Regions from separate parts of the Rattus norvegicus genome. Here regions 2 and 3 are each linked to region 1. Evidence: chromatin contacts called from public Hi-C data. All regions are on one chromosome and are shown on one strand. The core of a region is the stretch at or near the end of the contact, and the rest is flanking DNA. Distances in the headings are between cores, read along the strand shown.

Region 1 (3,637 bases), core at 419-2,918:
TGAATGTGGTTCGGTGACAGGAACCGTTACCCAGTCGGCTGGGCCAAGAGAGTAAATTTAAAATCCTGAACGTGTCATAACTTTGGCTTAGATGTCTTCTTTCTAATTGAAGACTATCTCCTAAAGAAAACATTTCTCCTCAGCCGCTTCTCGTCACACTGAGGAAGAGCTGTGCTCTGTCTGAAAGGCCAGGGGGTCACTGGGACCAAAGATGAGACAGAGGAGAAAAGAAACCTTGATACCGACACTCCAGGAAGCACAGGGTGCAGCATCCTGTGAGCCCGCCTCCCGTGAGCCTGCTAACTCTTATGCTATAGGGAGATGCATGTATTCCCACCAGCTCTAGGGATGGCCGATGCAAGGCTTCCCCCCTTGGTCCTGAGCCCCTTTTCTCCTCTTTGGGGGTAAGCAGCCGATATACCGGGGAGTCAGGGGAGTCAGGAGTGCAGGCCACACCAGGCTCCCCATAAAAGAGTACTCATTTCCATGTAATCAGAGAAAGGCGGGCCCCGGAGAGGCCCATTTCACAAGCATGGATGGCTTTTCCTGGAGCTGAAGTGATACAGAAGGGAAGTACTTTCGGAGATGAAGTGACAGCGAAGAATTTCCAGATGTGGCTGGATCGTCGCCGTGAGAGACGGAGGCGTAAATACGTTATCTGAGCACTTGACATGCAGGCCCGAGATGCTCGCCTTCCACAGATGGCCAGACACTTTGGAAGCGGGATGGTCTACTGACTTGGATAATGAATGAACCCGTCACGACACCCCACCCCCACCCACTGGGACACAGCACAGACCTTGGGATTGTATTAGTTTGTTCAGATTCCAGTTTCGGCTCTTCGATCCCTCTACGGTGAAGAGTGAAGTTTGCGTCCACCCAGCTTTGCAGAGTTCACGCTGCGCATATTATTTGAGGATCCTCCTTCTATCAAAAGGTCTGTAACCCTTTGGATGCCATCTCTACCCTCCACACTCTATCTAACCTCTTGGACCGCCTTTTGGAGGTGCGTGCACCCCAGAGCAGCGGAAAGTGAAGCTGGTAACGGATTCACTGGGTCTCAGGTTTCAAGGACCTCAGGGAAGTCTGAAGTGTGCCTCAGGGCTCGTGTTTAGGAAATTTAAGAAGAGTTTGTAAAGGGTAGGACCCCCGATGGCCAGGGAGACCAAACGACTTCTTAGGGGCTAGTAATGCCAAGGCCATGACTTATGGTCAGAAGGAATTTTGGGGTACACGTGAGAAAGCCGGTCCCCATTTTTATGTTTCTGAGGCACACTTGGTTTGGCCTCAGCAGGTTAAATGAGAACCATGTGTTTCTCGGCTGTGGCTGATGAGCTCTGTTTATCCTCAGCGAAGTTTCCGTTATGGGCTCTTTAACATCCCATTATGCCTGCACCAGTGAGGCCGGTGGTCGCGTTTGGTTGAAGGGCTGAAGGGAAACTGACCGGTTAGCCCTCATTGTTAAGGCCTATTCATGTTGGGGGCCAGAAAACACCACACATTTAAGTCTCGGCATTCCAACCAGCCCACCCAGGGGTGACGGGGAGTCCCAACAGCTGGGACACGGTACGTTCAGGCTCCGAGATAAGAATGCTCACCCTCGGCCAGCAAGGAGATGGCACTGCTGGTTTGATTTATTCTCAATGTCCACACAGTTCAAAGGTCAGCCTCTGGCTTGTATGATGTCCATGGAGCCCTGGCCAGCTTGTCCCTACCTTCCAGAGCATATGAACGGTGCACAGACACATCTCGGGGACACACAGTTTTGCCCTCTGGACGAGCATGCGTAGTTCACGTGCCCAGAAATGCAACTATCACTCCAGAAGTCAATAATCTCCCTCTGACTACTGCTGCAGAATCTGGTCAAACATTTCCCCTCTTTATAAAGTGTTTGGCCCTTCCTGAGGAAAAGGAAAACCTTCTCCTGATCTATTTCTGAAACTTTAATATGTGACTCATATCTACACATGTACATAAAGAAGAAAAAGGGAGTGGTTTAAAGCTACTGACAAGATCAGTTGGTACGTAAGGGGTTGGGCTAGGAGAAAATAGATTCCATAACTATCGATCCCAAAATTTGTGGACTTTAAGCTTTCTCACTGATGCTTTTGACAACGTGAGTGGTTGTATCTGATTTGAAAATATCACCTTCCCTTTGATTCTCAGATTGAAATGAAGGCAACTTCTGCTGGAGGGTGAGTGGCGTTTCCAAAAATGGCTCTATTTGGGATTCCCAGTGACTACAAATTTTCAGATCTTTTTGGACACATGGAGCCCCCTCTAGATACATCACAGAGTTTATCGATTGCTAAGGATTTACCTCCCAAGCCCATGGCAGAGAAATTATATCTGGCGGTGGTGTAGCTGATGTAGGCAGTGGAATTTTTATTTCTCCTAGCTCATCCTTCCGCCCAGGCACTGAATTGGACATATACAGAAATCAGGGCCGTGTCCTTGGCTCTCATGACATTTGGCTCTCCTGAGAGAAGGTGACAGACATCAAGTATAGTGACATTAGTGAGTGACAAAGCTGGGAAGGAAATGCCACAGTGAAATGGAACCAAGAGTGGGGTTCACAGACTTGGGGCTGGTGGCCTGGGCAGACTCCCTGAGAAGGCAGGCTCTGGACTTGGGCCTACATTCTGAAGCATCATCTACGGGAACCCCAGGAAGGCATGATGGAAGAGAGGGGCTGGGAAGTGGATATGGGGGGATGGGCGGGAAAGGAGAAGAAGCTGTGAGCAAGGAAAGGGGCCAGGGAAGCACACGGTGGCAGTCCTTAAAGGGTCAGTGGCTGAAAGGCATCAAATTAGAGGGAGGTTGGGGGTGGGTTAGTGAACAACATGGCCAGAAGGTTTGGGGCATGTATGGAGGTTTTTAGACCTTGTGGTTGAGCCAATACAATCTTCTAGCTTGTGTATGTGTACATGTGTAGCTGTATGTGTGTGGGTGTATGTGGGTGTGTTTTTTGGTGTGTGGGTATGTGTGTATGTGAGTGTATATGTTTGTGGTGTGTGTGGTGTATTTATGTGTGTGTGTGTGTGTGTGTGTGTGTGTGTGTGTGTGTGTGTGTCTGTGTGTGTTCCCATGTAGGCTTGAGGTTGATGTTATGTATCTTCCTCAATCATTCTCTACCATATTTTCTTGAGATACCGTCTCTTACTAAATCTGGAACTATCCAGTTAGGCTAGACTGGCTGGCTAGCACACCCCAGAGATCTTCCTGTCTTTGCCTCCCTAGCGCTGGAATCACAAAGGTCTATCACTGGAGCCTCCTGTTTGATCTTTCTACAGAGACCCTCAAGAGTGTCTTGGAATTACATAGAGAAGCAATCATGGCCAGAGGAAGTTCTCCAACTACGAAACAGGTTCTCACCGCCAAGGCAATGACTCCTTATGGGAGAGACTGAGCAAACATTACAGCGTATGCTGGCTAGTTTTGAATTTTTATCCTTTTTGGAGCCCACGGAGAAAACGAAGGCAATGCCCCAGGAAAGGAAAGAGAGAAAATAGCTCTTATTGTTCTGTGTAAAAGAACGGGGTGAGAATGATTAGGCAATGGCTCAACTTCTCAATGAGGGAATGAGGCAACTGTTTTCCATTTTAGCTAAGAAAAGTCAGGAGGGAAATGAGCTTCA
Region 2 (3,542 bases), core at 174-2,673, 130 kb after region 1:
AGGACACAGCATCATTAGCCACCTTTTCCTGTAGGTTCCTGCATTCATGACAAAGTTCTCTAGCACCAGGCTGCAGGGGCCAGTGGCCAGACTGAACATTTCTGTTTCATATCTTCTCCCTTCTTGGAAGCTCCATCCCTCCGAGACAGCGTTACCCACTCGTCTGCCTACTAGAGACCTATTTCCCCTCACTGTTCCACACAGGCTCTATTGCCGAGGTCTGGCCAATCCTGCTTCCCTGTCATCTTGCAAGGATATCTGTTCTTCATCTCCTAGCCCAGTACCATGGCGCTATATGAATGAGCTGGCTGTCCAGCTTGAGCCAAATTTTCCAGGCTCTCTTGAGGCCAGCTGTGATGAAATCGTCCTTGACGGAGAGAGAGTGGAAGGCGTATGGATCATGTCTAGAGAAGCATGCCTTCCCTCTGTCCCCAGGGAGCCAAAGACTGGAAGCCTGGAGTGAATGGTAGAGCTAGCAATGGAAGTATACAGAGTCCCCAAGTCCCCTGTGGAGTAAGCGACTTCCAGTGAGGAATAGCCCTGCTTGACTGACATATCAACACCTCGGCTTGTTCTACCAGCCACTCTGGAGCTAAATGGGTAAATACAAAGTTGCTTTATTGCTAATTAACTAGCACAGTGAGCAGAGGAACAATGGAGAAAAGATACATCTTCGGTTGCATAGAGAGGAAGGATACAAGCCAGAATAAATGTATCATCTCCCAGCACGAGGATGTAAGATAGGAGCCACAAAGGGAGCCGTCTCTGCAGCCCACCCCAATCCATCCATGACTAAGTCAGGGTTTCAAACCCCTCTGTGCTTACTCCTCCTTTTAGGGTCTAAGACAAGTTAAACCTTGAGCTTCCCTTTGTTCATACCTGACAAAGCAGCTCGCCTTGGACCCAGACAAGGTTCCAGAGACTAAGTCAAGGAACTTCAGGATTGGAGTCTGGCAAAAGGTGGTTCTGAGGTCAATAGTGCTGGGGAGAGCAGGCACCTGGTGACACAGGACAGAGGCCAGCAGAGAGGAAAGGGCCAGGAACGTTTTTCAGGATCCTGCCAGGGCTCAAACAATTATATGCAGGATTTTTGCTAAAGTGCAGATGGGGGTAGAAGGCATAGGATTTATACAAAGGGATGTCTAAACCCCAGGGTCTATGGCTTAGGAGAATGGAGCAGTTCTACAGCAAATCCAAGACAGGCCCCCGTGAAGAAATTATCCTCCTGACTCAATTCTAGCTGCTTGCCAACTTTCTCTATGGGCTATTCCTACCTTCCCTCTCCCCCCATACCTCCTCCCCCTCCCCTCTGCACCTCTTCACCCCCAGCAGGACATAGAAGCAGGTTGAATACACAGCCAGGAGTATACTAGCTCCCTCTCAGGCACGGCTAGGAGTCCTGTGCACTGGAGTCTGTGCATGCCGGTGGGAATCATTCCATCCCTGGTTACATAACCGCCCAGCGACAGCCAAAGTCTGAACTGATGATTACCATGGAAAAAGCTCCAAAAAATAAATTCCAGGGGCATTAGGCAAGTGGTCCTTTTAAATAAACAATGGCTTTCATTTTAGCACAGACAGAATGCAGAGGTAGGAGAGGAAAGGCGGGCTGGGAAGAGAGTGGATCTGTCCGGAATCACAATTCTGTCACTTTGTAGAGCTCAGATCCCACAAAGGCCAGGATTTGGGGGCCAGGGCAGGACAGTTCCTTCAGGTCAGCACTGTCCCATACCACATTGCCTCTCCACCAGTGGCCTTCTAGGGCCCGCCCACCTGTAAGGAGGACAGCTGTACTTGGAAACAGACCCAGAAGAGCTTCCCAGCCCCAGACCAATGCCAAAGAACAGGGTGGGTATCTCTTGGAACGGATCCTGGCTGCTGGTCACATCATAGTTCTAAGCAGAACTGAGCTGGTGTGGTCACAGCTCAATAGTCCAGATCGATGACAAGCACACACTGTAACAATGCGTTTTCAGAATGAACCCTGAAATACTGGGAACCAGTTGGCAAAAGAGAACCCAGCCCTCCTTCCTGTTGGCGGCACACACACACACACACACACACACACACACACACACACACACACAGCTGGACTCCACCCTAATCCTCCACCCAGCCCTGAAACATCTTCCTCCCATCTTCCTGTCCTCTGTCATCACTCAGCAAGTCAGGAGAACAGGGGCCCAAGTGGCCTGAGGACAGGCCCTGGCTCACAGGACCTGTCTAGCCAAAAAGCAAGGCTCATAAAACGATGGCCTCCTCAAAAGTGAAGGAGAGCACCTACAGCTTCCAGGGATGAGTGGATGCCTCTTGACTAGACATCCATATATACATGCCTGACTGTATCCCTGGACTGTCTATGTGTGCCTGGGAGGCCACCGTAGTCTGACATGGAGTCAGATTGCAACTGTGAAGGAGGAGCGAGCCAGGAGCCGGATGCCCAAAACTGATTTGTTTGTGCACTCAGCTCTCAGGAGCCTGAGAGCTCCAAGTTTGATTTTGGCCTTCTGGTCTGTCAAGGTGACCTCAGATACGGTGCATGAGCCTCTGCTCGCTCCTCTGTCCCATTGTGAGGTGGAGGTCACTAGTCTTGCTCCCAAAGCTGCTTCGAAAACTGGAGTAGCACTGATGAACCACAGGCTCTTAGTACAGGGTCACCATCACTGCTAGGCGTCATCATGGAAACTTCAGGCAAACAGTGCTGGATACCTTGCAGGAACTAGCGACTGGAGGATTAATGGATGAGAATGTGGACGGGCACAAGCACAGATGGATGGACGATGGGCACACAGATGGGTACTTTAATGTCCATCACAAAGTATACAGCCCTCAGAAACTGTCTTTCCGGCACCGATTCATCGAGAACTGCCCCTTGAAGTGAAACGTCAAGTACCACAATATAAAACTGCATTTGTCTTTCAGAAAGAAAAACAGGATCAAAAGCCTTGGAACCCGGTCCTGAAGTTGAGACTTGGTACTTCACTTTTTTAGAGCAGCTCCCTGAGTTCTCAGCAAGGGACACAAGCTTATCCCTAGAGGGCACTTCTTGGGGCTCTCTGTCCTGAGAGTCTCAAAGACACACCATGGCCTAGGGTCTACTCTGGAACATAGAGATGAATTTTGGTCTAGGAATTATTAGTGCAAGTTAACAGAGGCTTGGGTTTTGGTCGTTAACATTGAAATGCAGAACGATAAATATGCTGCCTCCCCTCATATGATGTCATATCGTCTGATGTCCCATATATGGTGCCAAACATGCTAAGTGATACAACAATGAATCAGCTTCCACCAAGGAGCCACCATGGATGGAGGTACCATGTCAATAAACAAGCACATGGCACCACAGCCCCTATTCCTGCAAGCCCTTAACCTTACGTTGTTCATGCCGTGCTGCCATAGACTGTGGAGAAAGGTATAAGAAGGGGTGCGGCTCGGGCATGGGGAGAGAGTAGGGGTGCAACTCAGGCATGGGGAGAGAGTAGGAGTGTGGCTTGGGCACGGGAAAAGAGCATAGGAGAATTGAGCATCACAAACAGCAAGGG
Region 3 (3,497 bases), core at 829-3,328, 170 kb after region 1:
TTTCTTTCCTCTTATTTCTCACGTATCTTCACTGCAAATGAATGTCCTTTCCTTGACTATTTGCTTCTTAACAAGTACGCGAGAGTGTATGTGTGTGTGTACGTGTGTGTGTGACTGTGTAAATGTTGAGTGTGTATGTGTATGTGAGGGGTGTAGTATGGACATGTGTGAGTGTGAATGCTATGTGAGCGTAGGAGTATGTGAGTGTGTTTTTGTGTGCCTGTGTGTAGAGTATGTGAGTGTTGTGTACGTGAGTGTGAGTGAATGTGTGTGTATGTGAATATGTGCATATCTGTGTATGTGTGTGCATGTGTGAGTGTGTGTATGTGTATGTGAGTGTGTGTATGTGTATGTGAGGGTGTATGTGTGTATGTGTGTGTGTATGTATATGTGTGTATGTGTCTATGTAGAGTGTGTGAATATGTATGTGAGTGTGAGTATATATAAGTTTATATATATGACTGTGTGCATATGTATATGTGCATGCGTGTATATGTATATGAGTGTGTATGTGAGTGTATATAAGTGTTTATATGTGTGCCTGTGTGTGTTTGTTTGTTTGTGTGTATGTGTGTGCACTCTCGCGTATAAGTGTGGGAGCACTTCCAAACCTGAGACCCATCACCCCATGGCTGTTCTGCAGACACACAGAACGTTACTGAGCTGAGGGCTGGAGGTGCTTTATGGGATGTGAGAATGGGAGCAGACCCAGACACCCGGACAGAGCCCAAGGTGTGATCTCAGTCCAGGATGGCATTGACCACTACAAGACCCTGCCAGGCCAGCAGGGCACCTGTTCCTACAAGTAGGGGCCACAGAAACTCGATTGAAGTCCTCTTGCGAGTTCCCCCATGAAACATATTAGAGCCATTTCAAGGAGATCTATGACTTCCCAGAATGGTCCAAGCACTCAGAGTCCTGTTCTTGTGGGTTTTCCTATGCCTGCTTTAACATTAACAGCTGTGATAGGCTCTTGGGCTGATCAGTAGCTCAGTTCTGGTCAACAAACTTTTTTCCTTTTACATTCGTGTGTGTATGTGTGGGGGTGTGTGGGTGGGTGGGTGTCATGCATGATACATGTGAACACTGCATTAGAGAACAATCCCAGAAGTTAGAGGTTTTCACCACAGGGACCCAAGGGATCCAGCTCCAATTGTCAGGCTCCGTGGCAATGGCCTTTACCTGCTGAGCCTCTCGCCAGCCCTCAGGGGTTACTGAGGGCTTCTAGGGGGCATTACTGACCCTCACAGGAAGGAGGGAGGGGCAGGCCTCGTGTGTAGGATTCCCCCCATCCCCATGGTTCACTCAGCATGGTTCCTTCCTGGTTCCTAGAGCCTGTTCACTGTCCTGTCCCACACTCCATCTAATGCAAGGTTAAGGACAAGCTTTCCCGGGTACTGCCTGACGTGGAGTAGTCACGGCTGGTCTGGGTGACACCGTCTGTCACAGGACATTTGTTCCTGTCTCAAGCTCTCCTGCCCACCTTCTCCCAACACCGTGCACTGGTTTCTCAGAAATACGAGCTCCATTCTAGGTACAGAAGATGTTCCTTGTGATCCCGGGGTCTAGTCAGTCCAATTGGCCATTCCAACATGGTTCCACATACCAGGTATTTATTCTGAGCTTACCATCCCAAAGCAGGAGTCTGCTGGGAAACCATTTCCAGAAGGTAGAACCGAAGGTGAGGGAGGGTCCTTAGGGCCTGGGACCATGACTGGAGCTGGCCTGTGAAGGGACCGAACCCTCGGGGACAGTCAGAGACATTCAGCAGATGGGGGAGGGAAGAGGCACATTACGCAGAATACGGCGAAGGCTGGCATGTGGGCTCATGTGTGAGCTATCAATGACACTTGGCATGGCTCTATAGAAGGACCATCAGTTTAAAAAAGTTACCCGCCACTCATCCTTCCAACAGCATTAAAGAGAGCACACCGCTGCGGTATCCTAATGTTTTCACTTCTCTCTGGGTCTGGTAATTTCCCCTTTCAACCCACAGCGTGGGTAGGCACGTGCAGAGACTAGGAACTGACCAGAATTCCATGGCGGCGTTCCGACTTCACGGATTTTGTTTTTGCAGAGTCGCCTTCTGGGTCAGGCAATGATCAGTTTTTCTGTTTACACAAGGGTGCTGCCCTCTTACTCTACAAATGCGCTGACAGTCATCTGGTTTAAAGAGAAACTATGAAAGCAAGCATTTAGGGGGTGCGACCTTCAGAAGAAAGAGGGGGCGGGAGGTGCACGGCTCGAGGCAGACACAAGAACAGCACCTAGCATAAATGCAGGGCTGGAGAAAAGCAGCAGGAGCCCAAGGGCCTCTGTGCAAGAGGGCGGAGCCAGGTTCCTCAGAGAGAAGGCAGCTACCTCCAAAGCTAGACCGGTTTGAGGGAAAGGGGAAAGATAAGTGGGGTGCACGACATCTGGGGAACAATCAAGGAAGCCACTGGAACAGCTTCAGCACTGCCTCAAGAACAGGGTGTGTCTTGCTGCAAAAGTGGAACCTCCCCGGAGGTCCCTTCACGAGCAGAGCAAGGTAGCACTCAGGAGACAGGTATTGGTCCAAGCCGGTCACCACAGCGAGAATATCACCATATATGGAGCAAAGGCTTAGTGGGAGAAAGCAGAAAAGAAAACAAGAGAGTACTGAACAGGCTTAGAGACAGAAAGAAAAATGCCTAAAGATAACCTAAACAAAGCACGCGTGGCCGCAGTGCCGGCCTGTCTGCCGGCCATATGGCGCTCGATAAGATGGGACGTTTGCATTTATCTTCCATGACTTGTCTGCCGAGCTGAGAGCCAGGCCTCTCTGCAGAGACTGAGTCATGGTCCTTTAGCCCTGACTCTCAGGTTCCAGTCTATGCCTCCAGGGCTGGGAAGCGATCACTGCCACATCCCCTCCCCCATTCCTGCTGCCCTATCTCGACCCTCGAGTAAGCCACAGCCTCCACAGCTGTTTTCCCACAACCCCTGTAGGCCACCGGGCTATGGCTGTGAGCTCCTGGACCAGCTGTGCCACAACGGGGACAGCTAGCTAGCTCCTTAACATTTCGTCTCACTCAAATAACCCTCCATTTGCCCAGGTCCTCTGTCCGGGTCCAGGTAGTAACTGTAGAAGACAGCTTAATTCCCTGCCTTGAACAGTTCTTGGAATTACGTCTCTCTCTCTCCGGTATATTTTACCGCCTCATCTGTCCGAATGATAACAGCCAAACAGTAACTATAAGGTGCCAATCCCCTAAAGAGGGTCTGCTTTCTCTCCCTGAAAACCCCAAATATCCACACACAGGAGGCCCGTGCTCAGCCTGCAAACTGTTCTGACCAGACCTCAGTTTCTGCTCTGATCAGCTATGTTTTAACTGAGAAGCCCTGCTGGGGAGGTCACCGGAAGTCCCTCGTGGGGCTCACCAGACAGGCCCTTGGGATGCCAAGCTAAAGGTGAATTTTCAGATAAGTGGCATGGCAGGCAGTAATCCTGGCACTTGGGAGGCTGAGCAAGAAGG

The links. Hi-C and Micro-C count contacts between places; a contact is called where the count stands out from the background.
Region 2: a Hi-C map of liver shows a contact between it and region 1, with 5 times the contacts expected there. The contact joins two enhancer-like sites. A contact is called at or near these places in 3 of 12 Hi-C or Micro-C datasets (hepatocytes and liver).
Region 3: a contact with region 1 is called in a Hi-C map of liver, with 2.2 times the contacts expected there. The contact joins two enhancer-like sites. A contact is called at or near these places in 2 of 12 Hi-C or Micro-C datasets (hepatocytes and liver).

Annotation. Positions count from the first base shown.
Region 1 is chr8:127,450,857-127,454,493 of GRCr8, reverse strand. The region is part of intron 23 of Itga9 (integrin subunit alpha 9); the gene reads right to left. Among named protein-coding and RNA genes, the nearest start is that of Ctdspl, 68 kb to the left of the region's middle. Within about 2 kb of position 1,668, at least 3 of the 93 cell types and tissues checked have an H3K27ac peak or open chromatin away from gene starts, as enhancers often do. A contact at or near this core is called in hepatocytes and liver, where this site is marked.
Region 2 is chr8:127,322,707-127,326,248 of GRCr8, reverse strand. The region is part of intron 15 of Itga9 (integrin subunit alpha 9); the gene reads right to left. Among named protein-coding and RNA genes, the nearest start is that of Trnaa-ggc2, 66 kb to the right of the region's middle. Within about 2 kb of position 1,423, at least 23 of the 93 cell types and tissues checked have an H3K27ac peak or open chromatin away from gene starts, as enhancers often do. A contact at or near this core is called in hepatocytes and liver, where this site is marked.
Region 3 is chr8:127,280,657-127,284,153 of GRCr8, reverse strand. All of the region lies in intron 15 of Itga9 (integrin subunit alpha 9), which reads right to left. Among named protein-coding and RNA genes, the nearest start is that of Trnaa-ggc2, 24 kb to the right of the region's middle. Within about 2 kb of position 2,078, at least 6 of the 93 cell types and tissues checked have an H3K27ac peak or open chromatin away from gene starts, as enhancers often do. A contact at or near this core is called in liver, where this site is marked.